Linked DNA regions of Sus scrofa: regions 1, 2 and 4 are each linked to region 3. A link is a contact called in public Hi-C data. All regions are on one chromosome and are shown on one strand. The core of a region is the stretch at or near the end of the contact, and the rest is flanking DNA. Distances in the headings are between cores, read along the strand shown. Region 1 has its middle 250 kb from the start of OSMR. Region 2 overlaps LOC106506470 (a long non-coding RNA gene). Region 3 overlaps LOC106506470 (a long non-coding RNA gene). Region 4 has its middle 210 kb from the start of OSMR.

What was found. Hi-C and Micro-C count contacts between places; a contact is called where the count stands out from the background.
Region 1: a Hi-C map of liver shows a contact between it and region 3, with 5 times the contacts expected there. The contact joins two enhancer-like sites. A contact is called at or near these places in 3 of 47 Hi-C or Micro-C datasets (liver and skeletal muscle).
Region 2: a Hi-C map of liver shows a contact between it and region 3, with 2.0 times the contacts expected there. The contact joins two enhancer-like sites. A contact is called at or near these places in 8 of 47 Hi-C or Micro-C datasets (embryonic fibroblasts, epiblast stem cells, fetal skeletal muscle and 4 more) and 1 of 2 datasets of contacts at active chromatin or transcription factors (skeletal muscle).
Region 4: a contact with region 3 is called in a Hi-C map of liver, with 5 times the contacts expected there. The contact joins two enhancer-like sites. A contact is called at or near these places in 2 of 47 Hi-C or Micro-C datasets (both in liver) and 1 of 2 datasets of contacts at active chromatin or transcription factors (skeletal muscle).

Annotation. Positions count from the first base shown.
Region 1 is chr16:23,783,346-23,789,385 of Sscrofa11.1, reverse strand. No RefSeq gene overlaps it. Among named protein-coding and RNA genes, the nearest start is that of OSMR, 250 kb to the left of the region's middle. Within about 2 kb of position 2,390, at least 8 of the 83 cell types and tissues checked have an H3K27ac peak or open chromatin away from gene starts, as enhancers often do. A contact at or near this core is called in liver, where this site is marked.
Region 2 is chr16:23,853,733-23,860,492 of Sscrofa11.1, reverse strand. All of the region lies in intron 4 of LOC106506470 (a long non-coding RNA gene), which reads left to right. Among named protein-coding and RNA genes, the nearest start is that of OSMR, 180 kb to the left of the region's middle. Within about 2 kb of position 4,347, at least 4 of the 83 cell types and tissues checked have an H3K27ac peak or open chromatin away from gene starts, as enhancers often do. A contact at or near this core is called in liver, where this site is marked.
Region 3 is chr16:24,004,930-24,011,944 of Sscrofa11.1, reverse strand. The region is part of intron 3 of LOC106506470 (a long non-coding RNA gene); the gene reads left to right. Among named protein-coding and RNA genes, the nearest start is that of OSMR, 33 kb to the left of the region's middle. Within about 2 kb of position 4,139, at least 4 of the 83 cell types and tissues checked have an H3K27ac peak or open chromatin away from gene starts, as enhancers often do. A contact at or near this core is called in liver, where this site is marked.
Region 4 is chr16:23,827,247-23,834,221 of Sscrofa11.1, reverse strand. No RefSeq gene overlaps it. Among named protein-coding and RNA genes, the nearest start is that of OSMR, 210 kb to the left of the region's middle. Within about 2 kb of position 2,376, at least 6 of the 83 cell types and tissues checked have an H3K27ac peak or open chromatin away from gene starts, as enhancers often do. A contact at or near this core is called in liver, where this site is marked.

The sequences.
Region 1 (6,040 bases), core at 1,141-3,640, 220 kb after region 3:
TCTGGCGTGGCTGTGGCTGTGGTGTAGGCCAGTGGCTACAGCTCTGATTTGACCTCTAGCCTGGGAACCTCCATATGCCACAGATGTGGCCCTAAAAAGCAAAAAAAAAAAAAAGGAAAAAAAAAAAAAAAAGAATGTGCATCAGCTAGAATCAGGACTTCACTTGTAGTTGGATCTAGATGCTCAAAAGATGGCTTCAGGTATCCACTTTTGTCCATGTCTCAGCTCTGCTTTTCTCCATGTTATCTTCACTCTCAGGCAGACTCTTCCCTGAGGAGCAGGATGGTGGCCACCATCTTTGTCATCCCCACAGTGGGCCTTATAGGTCTGGCTTGAGTTCAAGGCCAACATTTGACTCAGTTGTTGTCGTCAGAGTTGCCCTGTTGGGCCAGGTACTCATCTCTGGAGACAGGAATGGGTTACAGCTACTGAATCACAAAGATTCTCTGAAAGGAAGAAGGTTTCTGCTATTCCCAGAAGGAAAGAGGGCAAGGAGGACCAGGCAGGGAAAAGTCAATCAGTTTACTGGAGACTTGATGACCTTCCCTGCTCTGGATCAGCAATCTGACAGGGAAGGGAGCTCACACACTGGATTTCCCTTTCCCCCAAAGGGGATTTTTTAAAAAATATATAAAACAAATAAAGCAAGCAATTTTAGTGTTTGAAGGAAGCAAACTGGGCCTATTCCTTCTTGGGAAAATATCAGAGAACCCAATGTTATGGACTGCAGTTAGGACTAATTGCTATCATAGGAACCTGTGTTTTCTTTTTTTTTTTTTTTTTTTTTTTGCTATTTCTTGGGCCGCTCCCGCAGCATATGGAGGTTCCCAGGCTAGGGGTTTAATCGGAGCTGTAGCCACTGGCCTACACCAGAGCCACAGCAATGCGGGATCTGAGCCACGTCTGCAACCTACACCACAGCTCACGGCAACGCCGGATCCTTAACCCACTGAGCAAGGCCAGGGATGGAACCCGCAACCTCATGGTTCCTAGTCGATTCGTTAACCACTGCGCCACGATGGGAACTCCTACACATACCTCTTAATCTTGCTTTAAATTCACAATTATTTAGTTTGCAAAGAAGCCAGATTTTCTATAGATGCATAAAGTTTAAGGAGAAAAATGTTGGCAATCTCATGTCCCTTTAAATCTGTTATTAAAGGCTGAAATGAGAGTCATTTGCCACAGAGTTCTCAAAATGCCCCAGAGAGAAAGCAGTTCGGTCTTTATTGTGTCTTTTACTGACTTGTGAATTTTAAACAAGATGCTCCACTTTGAGTCTCTTGACAAAAGCTGGTTTTGGATTCTCCTGTGTCTTTCTATTTATGGCTCATAGTTTCACTGCCTTGTTTTCATGGAGCAATGTTAAGGTAAGGAAGTTTATTTGTAAAGTTGTTTATCCATGACCCTATTCTTTTACATAAAGAAAACTCCCTCTGCTTGTCCCCATGGTATCATGAGGCTCCCTTGCTTATAGTTTTGTTTGGATGCTGCGCTAGTATGATTCCTTACATACAACATGTGTTCAGCGTGCCATTAATTAATGACTCAACCAAGGATCAACATGTTTGCATTCTGCCACCATTCACTGAAGCCCTTTGGAGTCCTTTCTGAGACAACTTGGAACTCTCCCAAGATCTAGATATTTGGGCGTTTTACCAGAGACTTGGGAAATTCCAAACATGAGATTTTTTTTTCTTTAATATGGTTTTAAAAACAATTAAATGTAACAGCTACTTTTATTTGTTAATGCTCAAAACATAAAGGGAGCACAATGAATAAAATAAGGTTTAGGAGTTCCCATTGTGGTTCAGCAGTTAACGAATCTGTCCATGAGGACTCAGGTTTGATCCCTGGCCTTGCTCAGTGGGTTAAGGATCTGGCGTTGCCGTGAGCTGTGGTGTAGATTGCAGATATGGCTCGGATCCTGCATTGCTGTGGCTGTGGTGTAGGCCAGCGGCTACAGCTCCGATTCATCCCCTAACCTGGGAACCTCCATGTGCTGAAAGTGTGGCCCTAAAAAAGCCAAAAAAAAAAAAAAAAAAAAAAGGTCTAACTGGGAAGACTATTTAAACTCTACCTAGATGCTAACTTTAGCATTGAAGATTTCAACATCTGACTGCAGAGAAATAGCGCTGATACATATAATCCATATAGAACTTGTGTGGCCATGCAGTTGGAGCATTGCTGCCCTTTCTCACATCACATTTCCTCTTCTGCAGGGGTGATCCAGTAACAAGTGTATTTATCATTTTCAGACCATTCTAGAAAACAGAAGACCAGCCAGGAACCCATACTCTTGTCCTGCCTCTGGCCATTGTGGGAGTGATTACAGCTGCCCTCCCCCATAGCACTCAGGCACTGAAAAGTTCAAGGGCATGGAGGGCTTATCTCTGTCAGCTCTTTCCTTTGGTAGCTGTAGGACAACTGTTAGAAATCAGAATGGGAAGAGAGAGGAGGGAGGAGAGTGAGTTGGCTGAATACCATGGCCAGATGTCCAGAAACCAAACCATAATCATCTTTTCAGCTAGTGTCCTTGAATTCCTTGAGCTATTCTTGACATTCTTATAAACTTGAATATCCGTTTATGTCATCGGTGTCAATTCAAATCATGGGTTCCATGGAGCGTTTGATGAATGATCTTCAGTTTTATCACAGGCAAATACTTTAGAGTTCAATCAGTTGTTTTGTTTAAGGAAGCACTTTGGGATTTTTCCACACATCTCTTTCTAGATAAAAGTTTAGTTTTAAGAGCAGTGCTTTGCCAATCTTTACAGGTTTGTACTTTGGATCTATCTGGAGTTTTGCTCCCAAATGCTTCCGCCCAACAGGCATACAGGCAAACCTGAAGTAGAAATAGTAGATGTTTGCTTACTTGACTCTTGATTATCACAAACAACTAACTACTGTATCCAGAGAAGTCCCTGCTGATATTACTGTAACATTTGCCAAAGAAACTGCCTAATGTCGTGTTAACACAATAAAAATGATGACCAACCTTGACTCCAAGTTCCCCTCTGCTTGAGGCATCTTGACTCTTGGCATTTAGAGTTGTTTGCTTCTTGAACAGTGTCAGGTTTCTATGGCTCCAAGGGCTGGCTCGCATTACAGTCAAGTGGAACCAAGACAACGCAGGCAAGCTCTTCATGGGAAGAGAGGCCTCCCATGATTTCAGATTTCGTGGTCAGTGAACAGAGAAAAGGGAGATGTCGTCTCTTGACTTTTCCAAGATTTTGACAGAAGGAAGTTGTGGAGTTGGGGATGTTGGTAGGTCATGTTAGAACTGGGAAGGTGGGGGTGAGGTGTTGATGGGAGAAGAAGGGGAGAGTGTACAGGCTCAGAGCAGGGAAGAAGAGATAGCAGAGGGTCACTGCACCTAGGGAACAGGGAAGTGGCAATCCAGACAGGTAACCTGCACTAGGAAGGTGGAGGTGAGAGATGAGCAGGTGAATGTCCTCCCAGGTGGGCTAAGCATGACCATAGGTGGTGGGAAGGAAGGAAGTAGCCGGGATCAAGAGCACTAGTCAACCAAAGTCACGGTGCCATCTGGAATTAAGGGACAGACACTAATCTTGAGGGTGGAGTTTACAAGAACAGTAAGACAGAAGAGGCACAGTGATCAAGTCTTAATCTGGATGTCATATCCATGTCAGATACCAAAGTGGGCTATAGATTTTATCCATTCATTTACCCAACAAGTTTTAATTGAGCATCTACTATGTTTCAGCCACTGTTCTGGGCACAGGGCATAGAAGAAAACAAAATTCTTGCCCCTTTGGATCTTATATTTTCATAGGGGAGACAGATATCAAACAAAATAAACTTTAAACTAGATGAGTGGGTAATAAGAGCTCTAGAGAAAACTAAAGCAAGGTAGAGAGACAGGGAGAATGAAGGATTCAAATTTTAGATAAGGAGGTCAGGGAAAGCCTGAGAAGGTGACCTTAGGGCAGATCCTTGAAGGAGGTGAGGGAGTGGGCCTGCAGATACCTGGAGGAAGAACATTACAGGCAGAGGAAACAGCCAGTGCAGAACTGAGGTGAGAGTGTGTCTGGTGTATTCAGAGAATGGCAAGGAGGTCAGGTGGCTGCATTCGTACAGGTGAGGGGCAGAGTCAGATGATAGGAGAGGCAGGCAAGGGTTGAAGGTGAGGGACCATCTGAGCCTTTTTAGGCCAGTGGTTCTCAACCAAGGTCAGCTGTTTCCCAAGGGACATTTGGCAATGAATGGAGACATTTTGGGTTGTCACCATTGGGAGTTCTTTGTTCTAACTGCGACTTTCAACAATTCACAGTGGGCTCTTTACACGCCTAGTGTAAAGGCATGTAAATCTGAGCAAATAGTGGCCAGCACATCCGACAGTGGTGAGAGATTTCAGACTGGTCTCTGTAAATTGAAGTAGTCAGAAACAGACAGATATGAAGCTATTTCATAAAACCTATTATTGAAGTGTAATATACATAAAGAACAGTGTACATACCCTGAATGCACATACTGATGATTTTTTACAAGCAAAACACGAATACATAACTGGCACCCTGAAAACCTTTGCCACCTCCTCCAGTTACTGTTCTTCTAAGAGTAGCCACTATCCTGATTATTAAGTATTATAATAATTTTTAAATTAACTATATATAATTTATTAACTAATTTATAAGTATGAATTAACTAACATAAATATTATAAATTCGTTTGCCCGTTTTAGAACCTTTTATAAATAGAATCAGGAGTTCCCGCCGTGGTGCAGCGGAAACAAATCCGACTAGGAACACGAGGTTGCAGGTTCGATCACTGGCCTCGCTTGGTGGGTTAAGGATCTGGTGTTGCCGTGAGCTGTGGTATAGGTCACAGACGTGGCTCGGATCTGGTGTTACTATGGCTGGGGTGTAGACTGGCGGCTACAGCTCCAATTAGACTCTAGCCTGGGAACCTCCATATGCCATGGTGCGGCCCTAAAAAAAAGGACAAAAGACAAAAAAAAATATATATATATATATAAATAGACTCATAGAGTGTGTAATTGTCTTCTTTCCCTCAACATTGTGTTTGTAGATTCATCCATATTGTCATAGAAAGTTGTAGACCATTCATTCTTATTGTTAGATAATATGCCATTGTGCAAATATAAAATAGTTGGTCTATTCTACTTGGACAAGCCTTTAGATAGTTTCCAGTTTGGGGTTAGGTTATTATGAGTAGTACTGCTATGAAAATTCCGCAACATGCCTTTTGGTGAAAACATGTACACATTTCTGTTGAGTATACTGCTAAGAGTGGAATTGCAGGGTTGTAGAAAAGAAAAGAAGTCATAATAATATGAAATGTAGCATATTATAGCTGGAGAAGTAAAAGTCATATAAATATGATAGGGAAGATTTGAACTGGTTCAAGAATGAAAGGAAAAGCCGAGAGACTAGGAGAGAAAACATTATGACACCAAGGGTGTGAGGTAGAGTGTAATCGATGTTATGGAGAACGATGTGTATAGACAGGCATATAGCTTGCAGAAATCACGTGGCAGCTGTGTGGGATAGTAAGGGCTGGTGGGAGTCAGACCTGAGTTTGAGTCAGTCACCAGATGTGACTGCATGGCTTGGATGCATCATTTGGCAACTAGAAGCTTTGGCTTTTCCATTGCATGAAATGCAGGTTGTTGGGAAGATTAAAATCATTCATGCAATGTCTACTGATTGAATATCTACCTATGTGCAGGGTACTGGGGATTCCTTGGTGAACAGAAGAGTCTTGGGGAGTTCCCATCATGGCGCAGTGGAAACAAATCCGAGTAGGAACCATGAGGTTGCAGGTTTGATCCCTCGCCTCTCTCAGTGGTCTAAGGATCCGGCGTTGCTGTGAGCTGTGGTGTAGGTCGCACATACGCTTGGATCTGGCATTGCTGTGGCTGTGGCCGTGGCCAGCAGCTGTAGCTGCCATGAGACCCCAAACCTGGAACCTTCGTATGCTGCAGGTAAGGCCCTAGAAAGCAAAAAAAAAGAGTCTTTGTCCTCATTGATTTTACTGGGAAGGAATGCAGTGAACA
Region 2 (6,760 bases), core at 3,098-5,597, 150 kb after region 3:
GTAGGAAGACCGTCTCCTGAATGTTCTCCCTCTTGTTGGTGACTCTGGGTTGAACCCTGCCAGCCAGATAAGAAAGTACGTGGCAGGCCCTCCATATCTGGCGTCTGCCTGTAAGGGCCCTTCCTTAGGAACCTATGTCTAACGTTTGGGTTTTAACCAAGTTTTACATGCTGACCAGAAGCAAACATTAGTGGTTCTTTTGTTTAGGAGAGATGCCTGGAATTTCTGGGTTTTGTTTCATAAATGACTGACCTAAATAAATACATCTGAAAACCAGCAGAATTATAGGCATCTTCCCCTCCCATCTGGCATGTTTTTATGGGTGGTATAGTTGGGTATTTTTTTTTTTTTTTTCTGGATTTTTCCACCCTTTCCCTCCCTATAATTTGTGGGCCTTGAGAAAAGTCATGGTTTGTCCTGTAAATGTAGAGGGAAAGCCTATTTGGGGTCATTTCACTCTTTCTTGTCGCCTTGTCCTTGTCTGTGGTGCCACTAATAGGGGGAGCGCAGGGAATAAAGAGCCCCAACACAGAGAGCTGGATTTCCAAGTTCAAATGAATGAAAAGAAAATGGCCGTGTTTTTGAGATTAAGTGGCTCCTGGAAAGTCAACCTCATTGGGGACAGGAGCAGAACATGGGGGCCGGCCACCTGTCATTTGATCCAGGAGCAGTTTGGAAAGGGTAGAACCATCATAGGTCATAAGGACACTCGGGAAAATGAGGCCGTTGAATAGCTCAGTGCCCCCACTGGGGCTGTTAATCCTCACACACCTGGGAGGCCAGGCACTTTCTCCAACTGTTCCAAGGTCACTCAGGCGAGTTCAGTCAATTCTAGAAATAGATCTGAGGCAGCTCCGTACCCCCACCCTCATCCACACACCCAGCCCCACCCCCTCAACCCATTTGCTCATTTGCAGCTCAGTTCTTTCCTTTCTTCTTTGGTCATCACCATGATTCATACCCTTCTCCGCTTTCTAAAGTATGACAAGTACTTTAACAAAGTCTTTAAAATTAAAAGTCTTTGAAAAATTAAATTTATGTAAAAGTAAAGAAAATCGTTTACCGAATCCCCCAATGCCATCACCCAGATTCAACAATTATTAAGAGTTTTGCCTCAGTTGCTCCATGCCATCCCCCCTTTTCTCTGCTAAGAATTTTAAAACAAATCCCAGGCCTCAATCATATCTCCCTCTCATACTTCTTTACACATCTCCAAGCATTGTAGATATTTTCATGTCTAGCTATGCCATTTTCCCACTCAAGAAATTCCTTGATGTCTTTTTCCATCCACTTATACCTCAAAGCTCCCAGCTGTCTTAAAGAAGTCTATTTACAATTGATTTGATTGATCAGTGATCCCACCAAGGGCCTCTCATTGCATTTCTTTGTTACATTATCTTCCATCTGTTTGTGTTTTTTCTTTTTTTTTTTTTTTTTTTTGCTGTTTAGGGCGGCATTTGTGGCATATGGAGGCTCCCAGGCTAGGGATCTAATCGGAGCTACAGCTGCCGGCCACAGCCACAGCCACAGCAATGCCAGATCCAAGCTGTGTCTGTGACCTACACCACAGCTCATGGCAACACTGGATCCTTAACCCATTGAGAGAGGCAAGGGATCAAACCTGCAACCTCATGGCTCCTAGTCGGATTTGTTTCCACTGCGCCATGATGGGAATTCCATCTTCCATTTGTTTTTATCTTTTTCTTTCCTGTCGTAGATTTTTTGGAAAGAGCCAAACCAGTTGTCCATATGCTCACTTATCTTCCCACAATCACATGCGTTATTTGAGGACTGAGAGTTGTAAAACCTCTCCTATCAAAACTCATATAGCAACCAGTAAAGAGCATTAAGTAACCAGAAGAAAGATATTATTAATGTGTACATGGTTGGTAGGCTATGGGACCCACCCAAAAAGTAAGAGAGGATTTCCTTAGATGTTGAAATAGGTTAGTAAGAAGGGTTGTCTTGTGCACCGTGGTTTAGGTATGGTTCTTTTCTAGAGATATAAAGTAAAGTAGCAGAACAAGATCTCATTTTTGAGACACTAGGTTGGAACTCTAAGGAGGTGCACTTCAATAAAGTGTCTGGGCTGCCCTAGGAGAAATCGTCCCTCAGTTGACTTTTTTTCTCTCTTTGTCAACTCCCCCGTTGTTCCATCACTGGGTTTTAAAAGCAGGTGTGTTGAGGCACCAAACAATAAAGTGCATTTTTTATGTGTACAATTTGATGCATTTTTGAGGCATGAATACACTTGTGAAAACACCACCACAAGGAATATAATGATTTTATGATCCAGCCTAAAAAGTTTTCTGGTGCCCCAACTTCATTTCCTCCCTGCTGCAGACACCCACTGATCTGCTCTACAGATCTGATTAGTTTACATTTTCCCAGAAATTTGTATAAAGGGAACCTGGCTACTTTCATTGAGCATAATCATTTTGAGATGCATCAATGTTGTACTGCATATCAGTAGCTCATTCCTTTTTATTTTATTTACTTTATTCCTTTTTTATTTCTAAGTAGTAACCCATTGTATTCTATTCCTAATTAATGATGGTAAGGATTTAGAGGGAGTGCCCTTATCTGGACCACTCTTGGGTCTTTAGTGTCCTCAGTATTTTTGGAGACATACTGGTCTTTCAATGGCCTGGGGCAATGACACTTTCTTAATATACCTACTCCCATGAGAATAAATCCTTGCTCCATCATCACTTTTTTTTTTTTTTTTTTTTTGTCTTTTTGCCATTTCTTGGGCTGCTCCCGCGGCATATGGAGGTTCCAGGCTAGGGATCGAATCGGAGCTGTAGCCGCCGGCCTACACCACAGCCACAGCAACACAGGATCCGAGCCGCATCTGCGACCTACACCATAGGTCATGACAATGCCAGATCCTTAACCCACTGAGCAAGGCCAGGGATCGAACCCACAACCTCGTGGTTCCTAGTCGGCTTCGTTAACCACTGAGCCACGACGGAAACTCCTCTATCATCACATTTTTGAACATCCCTGGTCCTGGTTCTGTCATAAGGATCTGAAGTCACTGTCCTCCTCGAATTCTGTAGTTATGAGTATGTAGGTGGCGATGGTAGGCGCAGGCATGGGAGGGCTTGGGTGGGATTGTGGGAAGAGTAACATCCATTTGCTGCATCGTAGTGACACCAGTTTTCACTTAAAGGCAACACCCGAAGCCCTTTATCAAAGCTCTGAATGCTACATGGACTATTTGAAGGACCCTATTTCTTTGAGTTGCAGTAAGTTCCTTCATATTTTCTGAAGATTAAAAACAATCATCGTAGCGAGAATGACTTTTTTAAACTTTATGCAGAGGATGTTATTGTTTATGACTCATTATCATTTAAGACATACTAAGCATCCTCCGAAAGTGATTTTTAGGCACAAGCTCAGAAGGTTGGTCCAAGGATCGTGGCGCACAACCACAGAGAACAGTTCAAGGAAGGGGAGGTGAGCATAATCATGGTGACAAGAGGAAGAACGAGAAACACCGGGGATGGGGGGTTGTTTGTTTTTTGCTTTTGTTTGTTTTGCTGGCTGAAGTTCCCTGGCCGGGGTCAAAACTGCACCACAGCTATAACCAGAGCCACAGCAGTGACAATGCCAGATCCTTAACCCCCTGAGCTGCCAGGGAATTCCCTGAGAAACGCTACATTTCCATCTTGCTCCTACTCCAGTTAATAGAATGAAAATGATGTCTCCATTTGATCCCCATCCCCCACCCCATGGTGATTCATTATGGACAGGATGTCTTTTTACTAGAAAAGCTTATCTTCTCTAAGAAAGCAGTTCTGGTTTGCTTGGCACACACTGACCGTGAACATTCAGCCTCTTCCTTAAAGAGTCAAAAGGAGAGTGTGAGGAGGGCGCAAGGAGATCCAGGGTCATGATGGCCACATTATTTCTTCCTAGAATAACATACTCTTTGCTGGTTGCCAGCCTGCTTATTTTTATGTAGATTTGACCTCGGTTGCAGCCTTGAACAACTAAAATAGAATAAAATAACTATAAGCTACTTCAAAAAGCTTGACCTTAAGAGTATATAAAAATATAAGACAAAGGCAGGAAAACAAACCGAGCCACAGCTTCGAGCAAAGAATAAGTGAGCTTCTTGAGTCTAGTTAAAATATCAGCTCTGTGCATATTAGATTCCATCCTGTGTTTGATGATTTCGGCAGTGAGTGCTGCCTTTATCGATTGTTAGAGTGGAATGTTCCAGAGCATTATATTACAATCTGTCTCCAAATGGCTTTTCAGAAAGAAATTTCCTGTAACTCAGAGGCAGAAATTATGCAGGGACCTAAAAAGGAAGAGACTAGACAGCTGAATTTCACCCAGACTTTTGCAAATGGGAAAGTAAGTGACGGAGTGTGCCCAGAGAGAGCCTGGATTGGTTTTCTTAGTAAAGGTCAGTTTCAGTTTGTTATTATTGCCCCACCAGAAGCTGTGCTAAATACTGCTACATAAAGCAAACTGGCGAAGGTTGTGGCTTTGAGGGTCACAGTCCCTTAAAGATGCCTTGGAGCTCAGGGTCTCTTAGCTCAAGCTTCTTCCTTCATTTATCTCTTTTTCATCCAACTGCCTCCTGCATGTTCTTGCCTCCACCTCACCTCCTCCATGCAGCCCCTGTCCTCTTTCCTTGACCGTCTCGCTTCTCTGAAACCACGACATTTTGCACCACCGCATGCCATTTACATATTATTTTCTAACACTTACATATGCATTGATTTTATTTTACATTTAGACTACCACATTAAGGATGTGTCTTACACAATGCGTATCCTCTAAAGAATTCTAATGCATTGTGCAGAGGCCAAGGGCTCGCTGTGTGTGTGTGTGTGTGTGTGTGTGTGTATGAGTGTGCATGTGCACGCCTACTGCCCTACATTGTTTTCTTTAGTCAAAGATGTGGATTTTCTAAATTATTAATATTTGGGTTGTGTATTTAAGAAACTTCAACTCACCTCAGCTTAAACAAAAAGAGTGGTTTATTGGCTCAACATGACTGAAAAATTTAGTTTTGGTTTCAAGTAAGGTTCAACCCAGTGGTTTAAGGATGTCAAAACAGACCTGATTCCTTTCTGTCTGCTTTGCCTTCCATGAACTTGACTTTGCCCTGTGATTCTTTTCATCTCAGGACCGCAGCTCGCAGCTCCTGGTGTATATAATATGTGCATCCTTATTCACATGCAGAGGAGAGGGCATCTGAGTCCCAGGGTTCCCAACAGAAGTGCTAAGAATCTGTTGGACTAGCTTAAGCTGCATGCTCACCCCTGCGTAGAAAGGAGTATGGATACACAGATTAGCCTAGATTAGCCTCCTGAGATGATATGAATCCCCACATGGAAATTGGGAAGGTCAAGTTAGTGTATGGGAACTTGGAAGGCTACCAACAAATGCTATACAACTTCCGCTGACTTTGTTTATCAACCTCCCACCGTCTGCTAATATCTCATCTCATATAGAAAGGATCTGTTCTCTGCCTTCCAGGCATTTTTTTCTAGAGAAAATAAAAGGAATCAATGCATAACATTGGCATCAGCTGGCCGCCAGAGACTTTGATAAATTCTCTTGTTACCACATCACTAACAGGGTTTTCCCGGGACTGTAGTTCCCTCCTATTCACTCTTCATCACTGCAGTGGAGGGAGGGAGGGAGAGAAGGAAGGAAGAGAGGGAGAAAAAAAAGGGAGGAAGAAAAGGAAGGAGATAGGGAGGGAAGCAATGTACTTTAGCTTAGAGGCTTAAACAAATCCCCATGACTCTGGTTCACCCAGGCTTGGGGAGACTTCCTGGGCCAGGTCTGTCAGAACACAGCATTGAGAATGTAAACGGAAGAGTCAACGTCATTTGCTGGGCTTCCTTGCTACTTCTCTGCTAGAGGAACACCAGATATTTTTGAGTGAAAGACTGGGTTCCTGGAGGTGACACTCCCCTCAAGTATGAAGCCTGTTCCTTCTTGGCCCCATTTAAAACCTCTGCAGGGGGAGGCCACATGATTTCAATTTCTGTGCTTCTATTTCTGACAAGATCTGGGGCATTCTTGTTGTCAGGAATAAGCTATCGGTTGATGACAGGACAAAAATGTACTTTCAGTGTGTGTGATTGACCAAGCAAAGCCCCGTTTTCAGAACATTTGCTCACGGAAGCTCAGAACGAGAGGGAAGGCGATGGTCATGACTGCACTGATTTTGGAATAATCATCTCGCCATCTGAGAAAGTCAAGCTTGGATTTGAACTGAGTGTGGGAGGGGGCGGCAGGCGGGGAAGAAGATAAACCTCTTCAGAAGGAGAGTCTGTGTAGAAGAAAGAAATGCTTCCACATCCTCTCGCCAGACACCTGTTCTTTTTTAGTATAAACTCCAGCCTTGGACACAGTATGAAGAACCTTCACTTTGCACCACCATATCTGAAAAGATAATTAACAAAACATCAAAGAAAGGAAGAAAAGGGGGCGGAATGAGGAATTCTTTCTTTGGCAAAAAGATTTCTGCAGGGATCATTTCAAGAACAAACCCCCCTTGGTCTTGGGAGATAGTTCAACTTCCCAGACTTTTCCAGAACCCAGCTCTTTTGTAAAAGGAGCTGGAGGTAAGATGCAGTGTTTAGCAGCTTGTTGAAGCTTGAATAAAAATGCGGAGTGCTTGCTTCATCTGCCTCCTTAAAGACGACTTCAGCTTAAAGAGACGTTAAACTCACTTTTCTTTAGTGCCTTATTAAAGTGATTGTGTCGAAAGAGATCCAGAAGA
Region 3 (7,015 bases), core at 2,890-5,389:
CGCTGCAGTGACAACATAGACCCTTAACCTGCTGCGCTGCAAAGGATTCCAGCATAACACTTTCTAGTTGTTTGAGAGCATTGAGTGGCCACGCAGGATGCTTGCACTCAAGAAACTTACAAACTAATAAATGAGACATGATAGGAAGCCTTATACTGCCATAGGACTGTTCAAGAAAGTTCACTGGAAGCAACCTGAGATGGCGCTGTGGTTTGGACCAAACCCTGATTGTCAATCAGCTAACAGCATTAATTGGACATTTATTGAGATAGATCAGTGGTCTTCAAATTTTTTTGCACACTTTCTCCTAAAAAATGTTTGGAAAAGCTGTCTGTATACCTCCTGTTTCTGCTGCCTATATGGGGATATCCAAAGAAATTGTCACTGAGCTTTTCTACACAGGCACAATTTGCTATGCTAATAAACAAAGACTGCTTCAGTGCAAGAAAACTCAGGTTGTTCCTTTATATTCTAGGATAATTAAACATTACTTCATATTTATTAAGTGCCTGCTATGTGTCAGGCCTTATCTGAAGCCCTTATATGGTTTATCTCATTTAATCTTCACCCAAACCTTATGAAATCAATATTAGAATTATACTCATTGTATTGAGAACTGAGGCAGGAGGCATTTGGCTCCAGAGACCATGTTTACAACATTCGTGCTCTCCTGAGTCTTTAAAGGCAAAGACTGTCTCTTCCCAGTGTGGTCACCAAAACAACTTTTGCCTGGAAGCTTTAGAGGCAACCATGAGTCTGTTTTCCTCAGTGCTTTATCCATCTCAGATGAGAAGGGAGGCTCCAACTTCTTGGGCAGAGCCATGTAGTTTATGGAGCCAGGGTATACCTGGCTCTCTTGATAGGCTGCAGTTCTAGCATGTGTGTCTTCATCGGGCTGGGTTTGTTGGGGCAGGGGACATCTCATCTTACTTTCCCGAACCCATCGTGTGTGGGGGGTGGATGGTGAACCACAGCGACATCATAAATTGTCAGAACGTCCCTTGACTGGGTATCTAAATTTACCCATAGAATCTGTCTTTGATGCGTTTTGGTTCCCTTCAGGACTTCTAGACATTATCCAAAGCTAAACCTGTCCTGGGGGAGAAAAGAAAAAAGGAAAAGAAAAGAAAACAGGAGAACGAGTGCCTGTTGGTCATTGAACAAGTCTATAATGTAAGGCAGAATTTGTAACTTAAGGCAAAATCAAGTTCTTCTTGAAGCAAAAGCTGCATAGTCATAGCTGTTATTAGGAAAAAAAAATGGCAAGTTTAGAGAACGAAATTCTTATCCTCTTCTTTTATTACAATTGCTTTTAGGCCAGATTCTCTCATTAGACGCTAATAAATGTTTTCCATCATGTGCAATAAAGGTTTTATACAAATTCCATTTCCCAGAACTCCATGAATGAAATGGAAACCCCCTTTTCTGGATGTGGAAAAACAAACAAACAAAAAAAACCCCTAAAACCTCCGAGCTCAGAGTTTTTTGAGTTCCCTCTAGCTTTGCTAGGTGGCGCCATTGGCTAATGCACCGGCCTTGCTCGGTGGCCACCTCCTGTGGAAGGATAGGAAGCCAAAGAAGGGAGAAGCTGTCATTCTCCTTCAGTTAGTCAGAATCCTCAGATCCACTGACAGGAGGCGCGATCTATTTTCCAGGACTCTGGCCTCAGTCATTTTATGAACTGTTTCATTTTTTTTTTTTTTCGCTCCCTTCACCTTCCTTGGTTGACCACAGCTGGCAGTGAGGAAGCTTCTAGACCCTGGGTTTTGGCTATCCTTGAGGCACATTCTGGAGGATCTTAATCTTGGTGCTAAATATTGTGTTTCTCTCCATCTGAATCTCCTGAAAGGTGTTCCGGAATGTAGAGAGGAAGGACCATGCTCATCTTCAAGAATAAAAGGAAGGAGGAGTTCCCATTGTGGCTCAGTGGTTAATGAATCCGACTAGGAACCATGAGGTTGTGGGTTCGATCCCTGGCCTTGCTCAGTGGGTGAAGGATCCGGCATTGCCCTGGCTCTGGCGTAGGCCAGTGGCTACAGCTCCGATTCAACCCCTAGCCTGGGAACCTCCATATGCGGTGGGAGCAGCCCAAGAAATGGCAAAAAAAATAAAAAAAAAAAATAAATAAAAAAAAATAAAAGGAAGGGCAATAATTCAAAAATTACACCAGCTTCCTCCCATCTCGAGAGCAAGGTCAGGCTTAGGCAAACCCTGATCCTTGTCCTCCCAAGATCCCTAGTGTTTCCCAGTCTCCCTTCTCCGTCCCTGCAGCTCTCAGAGCCTGCTTGCTGCAGAGGAATAGCGGGCCCTGCTGCAAGGGAGGTGGGGAGCACAGGTCCAAGAAACCCTGGATGGTGTGGGGGACACCAAAGGAACTTTTGACTCTAAAGGATAATCTCCTTTCCACGCTGCCAGAGGCCAGAAACTCCTAAATTACTGACTCTTTTGCCTGAAGGCATTCAAGACTCTCCTTAAAACACAAATGTGGTGGAAAGGTTTTAATTAGAAAAGTTGTGAAGGAATCCATTGCAAGAGGGCACCACCGCTGAGAGAGAATGCTGGCGAGGAGCCGGTCATGGGTGGGGCAGGGGTGGGCTGCGCAAAGACAGGAGAGAGCCAGGGTGGAAACATACCTTGCTTACTCGGTGTCTTTGTGGGACCACAGCCTCATTTCCACCTGCGTTGTTTGGAGCTGGGAGTCAGATACAGATCTGTGATGGCCGAGGCTGCGTGCCCTTAGCTTTCTGGGAGAACCTGGATTTCATAGACTGTCCCGCTATCTCCATAAGCACAAGTACGCCAGCGTGTGCATGCATACTGCGCATGTGTGCTCAGAAACACACCTGCACGCCTCCCGGCGCCGCCCTCTCCTGAAATCTGCTTCCCGAGCAGGAATACCTGCCAGTGGTCCTGGGGCCTTGACGGGGACGGCAGGCCAAAGAGGGCCCTTAGCCAGTTGAAAGATCATTTGCATTTGTTCCAGGTCAGAAGCCTCATAAACAAACTTGCACAAGTAGCTGAGACACAAATATGGATGGCACTAAACAGGGAACATATTGCAAAAAAAGAAAAAAGAAAGAAAGAGAAACATACGGTTAAAACAGGAACAAAAATTAAGTTTGAAAAAATAATATATTTTTGAATATATATTATGTATTTTTTTGAAAAAAAAATTCACAAGACCTCTATATCTAAATATTTAGATATCTATACCTATATAGAGATATATTCACAAGAAGGTAAAGAGAAACCAAAAACCTAAACTAGAGGGAGGAAAGCTGAAAAATAAAGATGCACATTTATGGATTTTCATGACTGCTTTGTGACTTTACTTGGTCTGAAACTGCCCAAACAACATTTATTTGAGCAATTACGGGAATTCTCAACCATGCCACATTCATCTTGATACCTCTATCTGTTTTAACCTTGAGAAATCTATCAACCCTTCTAGCATTTATCTCTGTCATAACAATGATGCTTCTTTTGGCAGTAAACATCAGTAAACTTAAGTGCCATGAGTCATATTGTCAATTTTTAATTAAATCATGGTCTCGCTAGAGTTTGATTTATTTAGGCCTGAATTAATTCAGACCCTGCTCCACATAAATTTACATAGTTTATTTAACAAGCTCATGATTGTATACATTGTAAACTCCCTTAGAGTTTATAACAATATAGGCTGTAAAAGCACTCTCTTATCAAGCAAAGAGTGGGAGAATACAATTTCTAGGGGTGGTGTTATCTTTATTCTCAAACCGAGCAAGCATTATAAAGGAAATCTGTTGTATTCTGTGGTAGAGACATTTATGAGATCATTTAAAATAAGCATCCCATATGTTTTCACTCAGAGTTTTAGTGATATGGCAAAGCCTCCTGAAGAACTAGTGGTGCTGATTTTTATTTTTTCTTTCCCAGAATGGTTACAGATGGTTGTAAATCCACACAGTGAGCATCTAGGGAAAAACTCATCTGCCTCAATTAAATGTAGTAAATACCGCTTTAAGCTGCAGAAGTGTGAGTCATACGGAAATCCACTTTCCTAGAATTCTGATAAAAAAGCATCATGGTTAATTAATGTTCCCAAGAAAGGGTCAGAACTCACAGGAAGTGAACGGGAAGGTGACAGGAAGAAAGGGTGGGGAGCACAGGCCGCTCTGGCTCAGGGCTGTTGGTGACATTCTTGTTCATGCAGCCAGAAACTGACAGCAGCCTTGAGGAGGAGAGAAACCAATTGTGCTCGCACATTTACACGCAAATCTGACCAGACTGGAGGCGCAGGGATGCAGAGGGAAAGGGAGGCACAGAAAGAAGGGAGGAATGAAGCTACTATACATAAAACAGACAAGCAGCAAGGATTTACTGTGTAGCACAGGGAATTATACCCAGTTTCCTGTAAGAACCTATGAAATAGAATCTGAAAAAAAAAAAAAAAAGCTGAATCACTATGCCACACACCTGATACCAATACAATATTGTAAATCAACTATAATAATAAAAAAGAAATGGTATTTAGAACTCCCCCCAAATTAAATATCTATATTATTATTATTTTTTTAGTTGGGAAAAAAAAAAAAGAGAGAGAGATGCAGCGAGAGGGGCTGGATGGGGTTCAGGGAAAATGACCCAGGGAACAGTGATGGATGAGATGCCCTCCACGGCTGCTGTGGTCTGGGCCTTGCTGTCAAGTTGCTTTTGCGGGTTTGGGGTTTCACAGAACTTATTTTTTCAAGGTGCAATTCAATATGATTGAATGGGCACAACTGGCGATTCTCCACTCATGACTCAGTTGCATTTGTGGCCCATAATCAGTCATCACTTGACCCTCAGAGGGGAAAATGAGTCAGATGCATCTTCTGCAAAAGGCAAAATGGAATTTGCTTTGTGGGAAGAAAGCAGGGCACTGCCCATGAGTGTGTGCAGTGTTGGTGTTTACCACCCGCAGTCAGTGACCTGGGGCTCAGGTAGAAGGGAGCCAGGGACCAGGACTGGGTGGAGGTGCTCTGTCTGCAGGTTCTTCTCTTTTAGTTCGTTCTTCCCACTAAAATGGGAAGTTACAGCCCCCACGTTTCCAAGCAGACTATCAGGATGCAAGGTCCAACACAGGTTTTCAGGGTTTTTTTTTCCTTTTCTGATGAATGGTTTGATGGACACGCAACATTTACAAAGGGCTAAAAATCAAAGCAAATTTCATTTTATGCTTAATGAACTTATTTGTCAGAAAGAAATCAGGATTCTTCTGGGAAATCTAGAAAGGGTGGGTGTCATACTTCTAGCAATTCCTGAAAACCCTTATGTATTATTAATTTTCCTGGAGGGAGGGGGCTGTGAGGGCCTTTGTTGGTTTGCAACACCAGAAACGTAGCTGTATTGCTTCAAGGGGATATTTTTAAAAAGTCATTTGATGTATCTGATTGCACGTTTGCTGGGGGCCTGGGGTGGGAGGGGTGACTGTTATATAATCTGATAACATGTCAAGTATTGCAAATGCCTAAAGGCTGGTGCAATTTCGGCTGACCCCAAGGAATCGGGAAACATGAGCAGAGTACTGTCCTGCTCTGTGCCTGGCAAGGACACTGACAACCCTCCTATCACGGATGTCATGAGGAGAAAAGGGTTTCAGTGAGAGTTTAAGTACCATCTGCCAATCTGTTAGCAAACAGTGGAAAGTCCCACTTGCATGTGAGACTGATTTTGTGAAAACAGCAGGTTTACTGAATAGGAATAAGAAGCCAAGAAAACCTGAGTCCTGTTTATGATGTATCATATGGGTCAAGACTTGTGTTTAAAACCCAGCTCCACAACTAACTAGTTGTTTGTGGATAAATCATGTTATTTTTCTGAGTCTCAGTTTCCCAGGAGGACTGGTCTTTTTAATCAGTTCAAGCTGCCCAGTTCTAAACTATCTTCCAAGTCTTCCAAGTTTCTTTTGTTGCATCTGGGGTAGATTCTAACAAGAATATGGAGGACCAGCAATTAATATTTTCTAAATCTCCCACTATCATTTATGGAAAAAAATACATATTTTGGACAGGAAAGTCATGGTAACACATAACCAACATCCTTCCTGGTATAATCTGTATTTCCGATGATAGGATCTTGGTCTTGATTTTTTTGGGTGCACGTGAGAAGTAAACCCATCCTTGACCCTCTTAGGTAAATATTAAACTTTCCTGGTTGGGTTGCCAGTAACCTAACAGAGAAGACAAAAACAACTTGTAATACGCACTGAACTTAGATAGATACAGAACAAAAGGAAGTCATATGAGGTCAAATAAGGGTAAAGATAGTTGAAGAATGGATGGAATTAGATTGGCCTTGAGCTAGGACGTTGTGCTGGGCAGTGGCTCAGCCCTTTCCTCCGAAAGCCCCAGGGATGGCCTTTTCTTCTCTGTTCTCACCTGAGAATGGAAAGCAGAGAAGAAAGACCTTCTCTGGCTTGGCTATTGTTTGCACATGCATGGGCCAGGACCTACTAATCCACTAAACAGCTGCTGCCATCTCTGTCCTCGATGTAGGGAGACACTCTTCTTTTTGTATTTTTGGGTCCCAACTTCCCTCACCTTTCCTGAAGTTCATATTTAATGCCTGGAATGATCATTTACCCAAGATTCTGTAAGTTGTATCACTTTATAGGGCTTGTGGGAGGATGCTGAAATCAGGCGTTTGCTCACTTGTACCTCTTTTAGGTGCAAAGGTCCACTGGCTAGGCCTGTGTATATGCATGTATGTGAGTACATGTGTGTATGTGTGTGTCTGTATCTATGTGTTTGTGTGTATGGGATGGGGTGGGGGGTGAAGGGAGGAGATCTATGGAGGTTCCAGAAGGGAGCTTGCTGGGCCTTGAGAGGGCATCTCTGATGGTTAATTTTATGTGTTGGCTTGGAGGGCATATTGGATGAGACTAGCATTTAGATCTGTAAACTCGAGCAAGCAGACTGCTCTCTATAACATGGATGGGTCTTATCCAATAAGTTGAAGGCCTAAGTAGAACACAAAGACCAGCCTTCCCAAGCGA
Region 4 (6,975 bases), core at 1,127-3,626, 180 kb after region 3:
AGGTGATGCCAGTACTTTTTTACCGTTCTGAAAATCCTAGGGCCCTTAAGAAGTATCCTAAATGTACCCTGCCTGTGTTCTATAAACAGAACCACAAAGCCTGGATGACAGCACATTTGTTTTCAACATGGTTTACCGAATATTTTAAGCCCATTGTTGAGACCTACTACCCAGGGAAAAAAAAAATTCCTTTCAAAATATTACTGCTTATTGACAATGCACCTGGTGACCCAGGAGCTCTGCTGGAGATGGACAAGGAGGTTCATGTTGTTTTCATGCCCGCTAACACAGCATACATTCTGCAGCCCATGGATCAAGGATTAATTTTGATTTTCAAATTTTTTTTTAAAAAGAAATACAGTTCATGAGGCTATAGCTGCCATAGAGAGTGATTCCTCTAATGGATCCGAGTAAAGGAAATTGAAAACCTTCTGGAAGGAGTCACCATTCTAGATGCCATCATGAACCTTCATGAGTCATACAAATACAAATAAGGGAGACAAGACATCAAAATATCAACAGTCACAGGAGTTTGGGAGAAGTTGGTTCCACCCCTCACAGATGACTTTGAGGAGTTCAAGACTTCAGTGGAGGAAGTGACTACAGACGTGGTGGAAGCAACAAAAGAACAGGAATTGGAAGTGAACCCTGAAGATGTGGCTGCATTGCCACCATCTCACGAGGAAACTCTAATGGATGAAGAATTGCTTCATTGGGTGAACAAAGCAAGTGGGTTTTTGAGATGGAATCTTCTCCCGATGAAGATGCTGTGAAAATTGTTGCAGATGGCAACAGAGGATTTAGAATATTACACAAGCCTGGTGGATAAAGCAGAGTTTCAGAGGATTGGCTTTAATTTGAAAGAAGTTCTACTGTAGGTAAAATGCTTTCAAGCAGCCCTTGCTACCAAGAAATCGTTTGTCAAATGAAGAGTCAATCAATGCAGGAGTTCCCATCATGGCTCGGTGGTTAACGAATCCGACTAGGAACCATGAGGTTTCGGGTTCCATCCCTGCCCTTGCTCAGCGGGTTAACGATCCGGTGCTGCCGTGAGCTGTGGTGTAGGTCGCAGACGCAGCTCAGATCCCACATTGCTGTGGCTCTGGCGTAGGCTTGTGGCTACAGCTCCGATTAGACCCCTAGCTTGGGAACCTCCATATACTGTGGGTGCAGCCCTAGAAAAGACCAAAAAAAAAAAAAGAGAGAGTCAATCAATGCAGTAAACTTCATTTTTGTCTTATTTTAAGAAATCACCACAGCCACGCCAACCTTCAGCAACCACTGCCCTGATCAATCAGCAGCCATCAACATTGAGGCATGATCCTCCCACCAGCAAAAAAAAAAAAATGACAGCTCATTGAAGGCTCAGATGATGGTTAGCATTTTTTAGCAACAAAGTATTTTTTAATTAACGTATGTAGTTTTGTTTTTAGACATAATTCCATTGCAAACTTTTTGTGTAAAGATAACTTTGAAATGCACTGGGAAACCACAAAATTCTTGTGACTCATTTTATCTCCTTGGTCTGGAACCAGCTCAGCAATATCTCTGAGGTCTGCTTGTACAGTATATAAATGTATCAGTCAACACGCTGTACACTTTAAATTTACACAATGTTATATATCAACATACTTCAATTAATTAAAAAAAGAAAAATAGTGGCTAACACTGGTGCATATCAGGTACTGGTCTAAGTGTTTTCATGTATGAACTTACTGTAATTGAGTTGTCACGGACAACTTTGTGACACAGATACCGTTACATCTCCATCTCACAGGAGGCAAAATTGATGGGCAGAGATGCGGTGTGATGTTCCCAAGTTTACACGGCTATAAAGTAGTAGATTTGAGGTTTGAACCAGAGAGTCATGCCCTAGAACTTGTGCTCTTAACCACAACAATCTCGATTGCCTCAAATTTTTGGAGCTCCAAAAAGCTTCCTCTCGCCTCAAGGCTGTCACATCTGTTTCTCCTACGTGCTTTGGTGATTCTCCAGTAAAAGCTTGGGAATGCACATTGGCTCCTTCAGATTGGGAGGGTGCCATTTCCCACACTGCAGCATGATTTTTCTGGTAATTATTTGGTACTTATCTCTGCAGATTGTGGAAGTCAGTGTATTACTGAGACAAATGTCAGATTCATAACAAATTCCAGGGCAGAAACAATATTTAATCAGATAGGCTTATCAAGGCTCTCTTTCCCCCTTCAGAAATGTCCAAGCTGCTTTTAAGCTGATACTGTCCCCCTGTCCTGACAAGGGCATTCACCAGACCCTCTGGGTTACGTAACTTGGTGCGAACTCTCTTCCTCTGGTCGTAGGAGGCGATGGTTCTCAGAGCATTGACATGAATATTTCCTGTCCTTCCCGGCTAATGAAGAGCAGCCTTTCCAGGAAACATTGCTTTGCGAAGTCTGTCATTAAGAGCAGACTAAGTCAGCTTGAGGATGGGGTGCAGTGAAGAATGATTAAAAGTAGAGGATTAAAAATACCACAAAAATATTATAGCCGGAAATGGAAAAGAATGAGAATTATGAGCAAGGCAGCTCTTGCTGGACTTTGACCTCAAAAAAAGAAGAAGGGATCTCGTTCTAGTTACATGAGAAGGTAAAGGGATGCAGTTACCATAAATCACCGTTAAAATTCACATTAACAAAATTACATTTAAAAAATTAGATGAGAAGAGGGAATGCTAATTGGATTCTGGTATAGTCAAACTAATCAGTATTCTTTACACAGGCAGAAGATAGGATTTATACAGAGATGCTGCTGACATATTAATGGCCAGTGGTGAACAGCACCAAATGGTTTGGTGTAACTACCAGAGATGAATCAGCTGCTTAATTTAGCTGCATGGACATGAACCAGGAAAGATTATCTTCTAAGACATCTTTAGCCAGAGTCTGGCCTTAACATAGTGCCAGGTTGTGGGCCAAAGGTTTGAACATCTGTGGGCCTCAAAACCATGGATGGATAACCTATGATGAAAATGCAGTGACAGGAGTTCGTGTCTTGGCTCAGCAGTTAATGAACCTGGCTAGTATCCATGAGGATGCAGGTTCAAACCCTGGCCTCACTCAGTGAGTTAAGGATCTGGCGTTGCTGTGAGCTGTGCTGTAGTTTGTAGATGTGACTCAGATCTGGTGTTGCTGTGGCTGTGGTGTAGGACGGCAGCTACAGCTCCGATTAGACCCCTACCCTGGGAACCTCCATATGCCTTGAGTGCAGCCCTAAAAAGACACACACACACACACAAAAATCCAATGACAGCATGAAAGATAAGTTTTATAGAAATGATATGTGGGTGGGGGTGGTGAAAAGCAGCTTCTAAATATGGGGGGGACATTAATCCTCTTTCCTTCTCCCTCACCTATCTCCATACACACAAGGGTTTCTCCTTTATCCCTAGCCATTATAAAGAATGAAAGGATAGACACCAGCATGCCTCGAACACCAGCAACACTCGAAGAATTTTGCCTGGAGGCCAGACTTCTGCTTCCAGCCAAGATGGAGGAACAGTGACCAAAATGACTCTCTCTCTTGAAACAACCAAAACCCTTAAAAGATTGTGAAACAATAGTGTTCAAGATACTGACTATCAGGCCACAAAGGGTAATGATCTATGCAAGACAGGAAAAAAACAAAGTGATCCCTATAATTGTTCCAACTCACTGCTTTGAGATCATTTACAGGGCACAGGGCAGGGAAGAGAAACCCAGAGAAGATCCTGAGTTGAGGAGATAGTGGTGAGATGGAGGAACCATGGCAGCTGGAGTTCTCAGGGCAGCACACGAGAAAGGAGAGAGAGATCCACAGAGAAAGATGCTCCTTTGCATAAGTGTGTAGCTGATAAGCTCAGGCATGTGAGGAACTACTGGAGACCAGGAGAACCATCCAAAAGGGTAAAGGATGACAATGTTCAGCTCCCATAAGAGCCAGCAATAATGCCTATTCTTACGTTATAGACTGAACACCATCGTGATTCATGGGGAATGGCATGGGGTACACAGAGGGGTCTTGTCTCAGTAGTTAGCCTTATTTATTGAACACTGAACACTTCCATTCCCACTTAACAAATCTTTTTTTTTTTTTTTAATGGCCACACCTGTAGCATATGGAAGTTCCTGGGCCAGGGAGTGAATCTGAGCTGTAGCTGCAGCAATGCCTGATCCTTTAACCCAGTGCACCAGACTGGTGATTGAACCCGCACCTCCCACAGTGATTCAAGCTGCTGCAGTCAGATTCTTAACCCACTGAACCACAGCAGGAACTCCCCACCTAACAAATCTGAAAAGCACTCCAAAAGGCTCAAACTCTTTCCAAGTACCTTAGCTCTGTCCCTAAACAAGCTAAAAAGGTTTATAGAAATACAAAAATATCCAACATCCAACAAGTTAAAAGTCACAACGTGTAGCATCTAGTAAAGAAGTACCAAGAAGCAGCAAACTATGAGGAGAAAAAGCAACCAGTTGAAACTGACCCAGAATTGACACAGGTGTTAGAATCGTCAGCAAGGGGACATTAAAACAGTTAATATAACTCTATTTCATATGTTTGAAAAGCTAACTAGAGATGTGGAAGATATAATAAAGGCCCAAATTGGAATTTTAAAGATGAAAAGCACAATGTCTGAGATGAAAAATGCACTGGATTGTATTAATAGATGTTTGAACATTTTAGAAGAAAAGATTAATAAACATGAAGACAGAGCAAGAGAAGTGATCCAAAATGAAGTACAGACAGAGCTCCCTTTATGGCTCAGCAGGTTAAGAACCTGACATAGTGACTGTGAGGATGTGGGTTCAATCCCTGGCCTCGTTCAGTGGGTTAAGGATCCTGTGTTCCTGCAAGCTGGGGCATAGGTTGCAAATGCAGCTCTATCCGGTGTTACTGTGCCTGTTGTATAAGCCGGAAGCTGCAGCCCCAATTCTGCTCCTAGCCTGGGAACTTCCAAATGCCACAGGTGCGGCCATAAAAAGGGGGAAAAAAAGATGCAAATGAAGTACAGAGAAAATAGTGAATTTAAAAACAGAGAAAGAAACAAACAGAGAATCGCTGAGCTGTGACAAGTTTAAGTGGCCTAATAAATGTGTAAGTGCAGTTCGCAAAGGAAAAGTGGAGTGGTGGGCAGCCCCTAGGCTGCCCCTCAATGACCCTTGCTTCCTGTCATTCATGATCCTTAATCCCCATCTATTGTGTTCGGGGTCAATTTATTGACTCACTTCTGATAAAGGAAATAGTGCAGAAGTGAGGGATATAAATTCCAAAACTAGATTACAAAAAGAGTCTGGATTCTATCTTGGGAACCCTCTTTCTCACTCTCTCGACTGTCTTTTTTCTGGAGAAGCCAGATGCCACATCATAAGGCCATCTTGCAGAGAGATTTACCTGGCAAGGAACCCAGACTGCCAACAAGGATGTGAGTGTTTGGAATCAGATCTTCTGACATCTGCCAATAGCTCCTTGATTGCAACCACAGAGAGCTTCAGAGGCAGAGGCACCCACCTAAGCTGTGCCTAGATTCCTGAGCCACAGAAAGTGTGAGATAGAAAGTGTCTTGTTTTCAGCTGCGGCATTTTGGAGTTACTTGTTACACAGCCGTCAATAACTAATACAGATAAAAATCTTTGTAGATGATAGCCAGAAAGTTTCCAGATTTGGTGAAAACTAGAAACCCACAGATCCAAGAAACTCAATGAACTCCAAGCACAAAAACAATGAGGAAAATAACAGTAAAGCATATTGTAATCAAATTACTCTAAACCAGAGACGAGAACATCTTCAAAGCAGTCAGTAAAATAAGACACAAAAACAAAAGGATGGCAGCGAATTTCTTATCAGAAAAAATGTAAACAAGACCTCAGTGCGACAGTACCTTAAAGTCCTGGAGCTGTCAATCACAAAACTGTCTTTCCAAAACAAAGGTGAAATAAAGACCTTCAGACATACAAAAATTGAAAGAATACATCACCAGCAAACCAGAACTTCATCACAAGACGTGTCAACAGAAGTCCTTCAGGCAGAAGGAAAGTGATACCAGATGGAAATCCAAATCTACACAAACAAAAAAAGAAAACTGGGGCTCTCATACACTGCTCCTGGGAGTGCAAGACTGTACCTTGGAAATAAGTCTGAGAGTTTCTTCTTCTTCTGTTTTTTTTTCTTTTAATGTGTATTGTTTTTCACCTTATTGAGATACAATGGACATGTAACATGGTGTAAGTTTGAAGTGTTGATTTTATACAGTTAACAAGTTAATTTAGGGTTAAAATTGCAAAATGATTACCACCCTAGTGCTAGCTAATGTGTAATAACTAATTCTTTTTGTTATTACAAAAATGTTTTGAAAACATTTAAGGTCTACTCTTTTCACAACTTTTCAAGTACGAAATAGAGTATTGTTAGTATTCACTATGCTGTTTATTAGATTCTCAGAACTTATTCATCTTGTAACTGAAAGTTTGTACCTTTGACCAACATCTTCCTATTTTCTTCAACTTTCAGCCTCTAGTAACTACCATTCTACTCTCTGTATCCATGAGGTTGGCTTTTTTAGATTCCACATATAAGTGATATTACATAGTATTTGTCTTTCCATGTCTGACTTATTTCACTCAGCGTGATTGATACCTTTAAGGTCTAGCCATGTTGTTGGAACTGACAGGACTTCCATCTTTCTCATGGTTGAATAATATTCCATTGCGTGTACAGATATAGATACAAAAATCACATCTTTATCCATTCATCCATCCATGGATGCCTAGGTTGTTTCCCTGTCTTGGCTAGTGTGAATAATGCTGCAGTGAACGTGGGAGTGCAGATATCTCTTCAAGATCCTGTTTTCATTTTCTTAAGATATATACCCCAAAGTGGAATTGCTAGATCATATGGCTCTATTTAAATTTTTTTTCTTGTTATGGCTGCACTTGTAGCATATGGCAATTCCTGGGCCAGGGGTCAAATCAGAGCTGCAGCTGG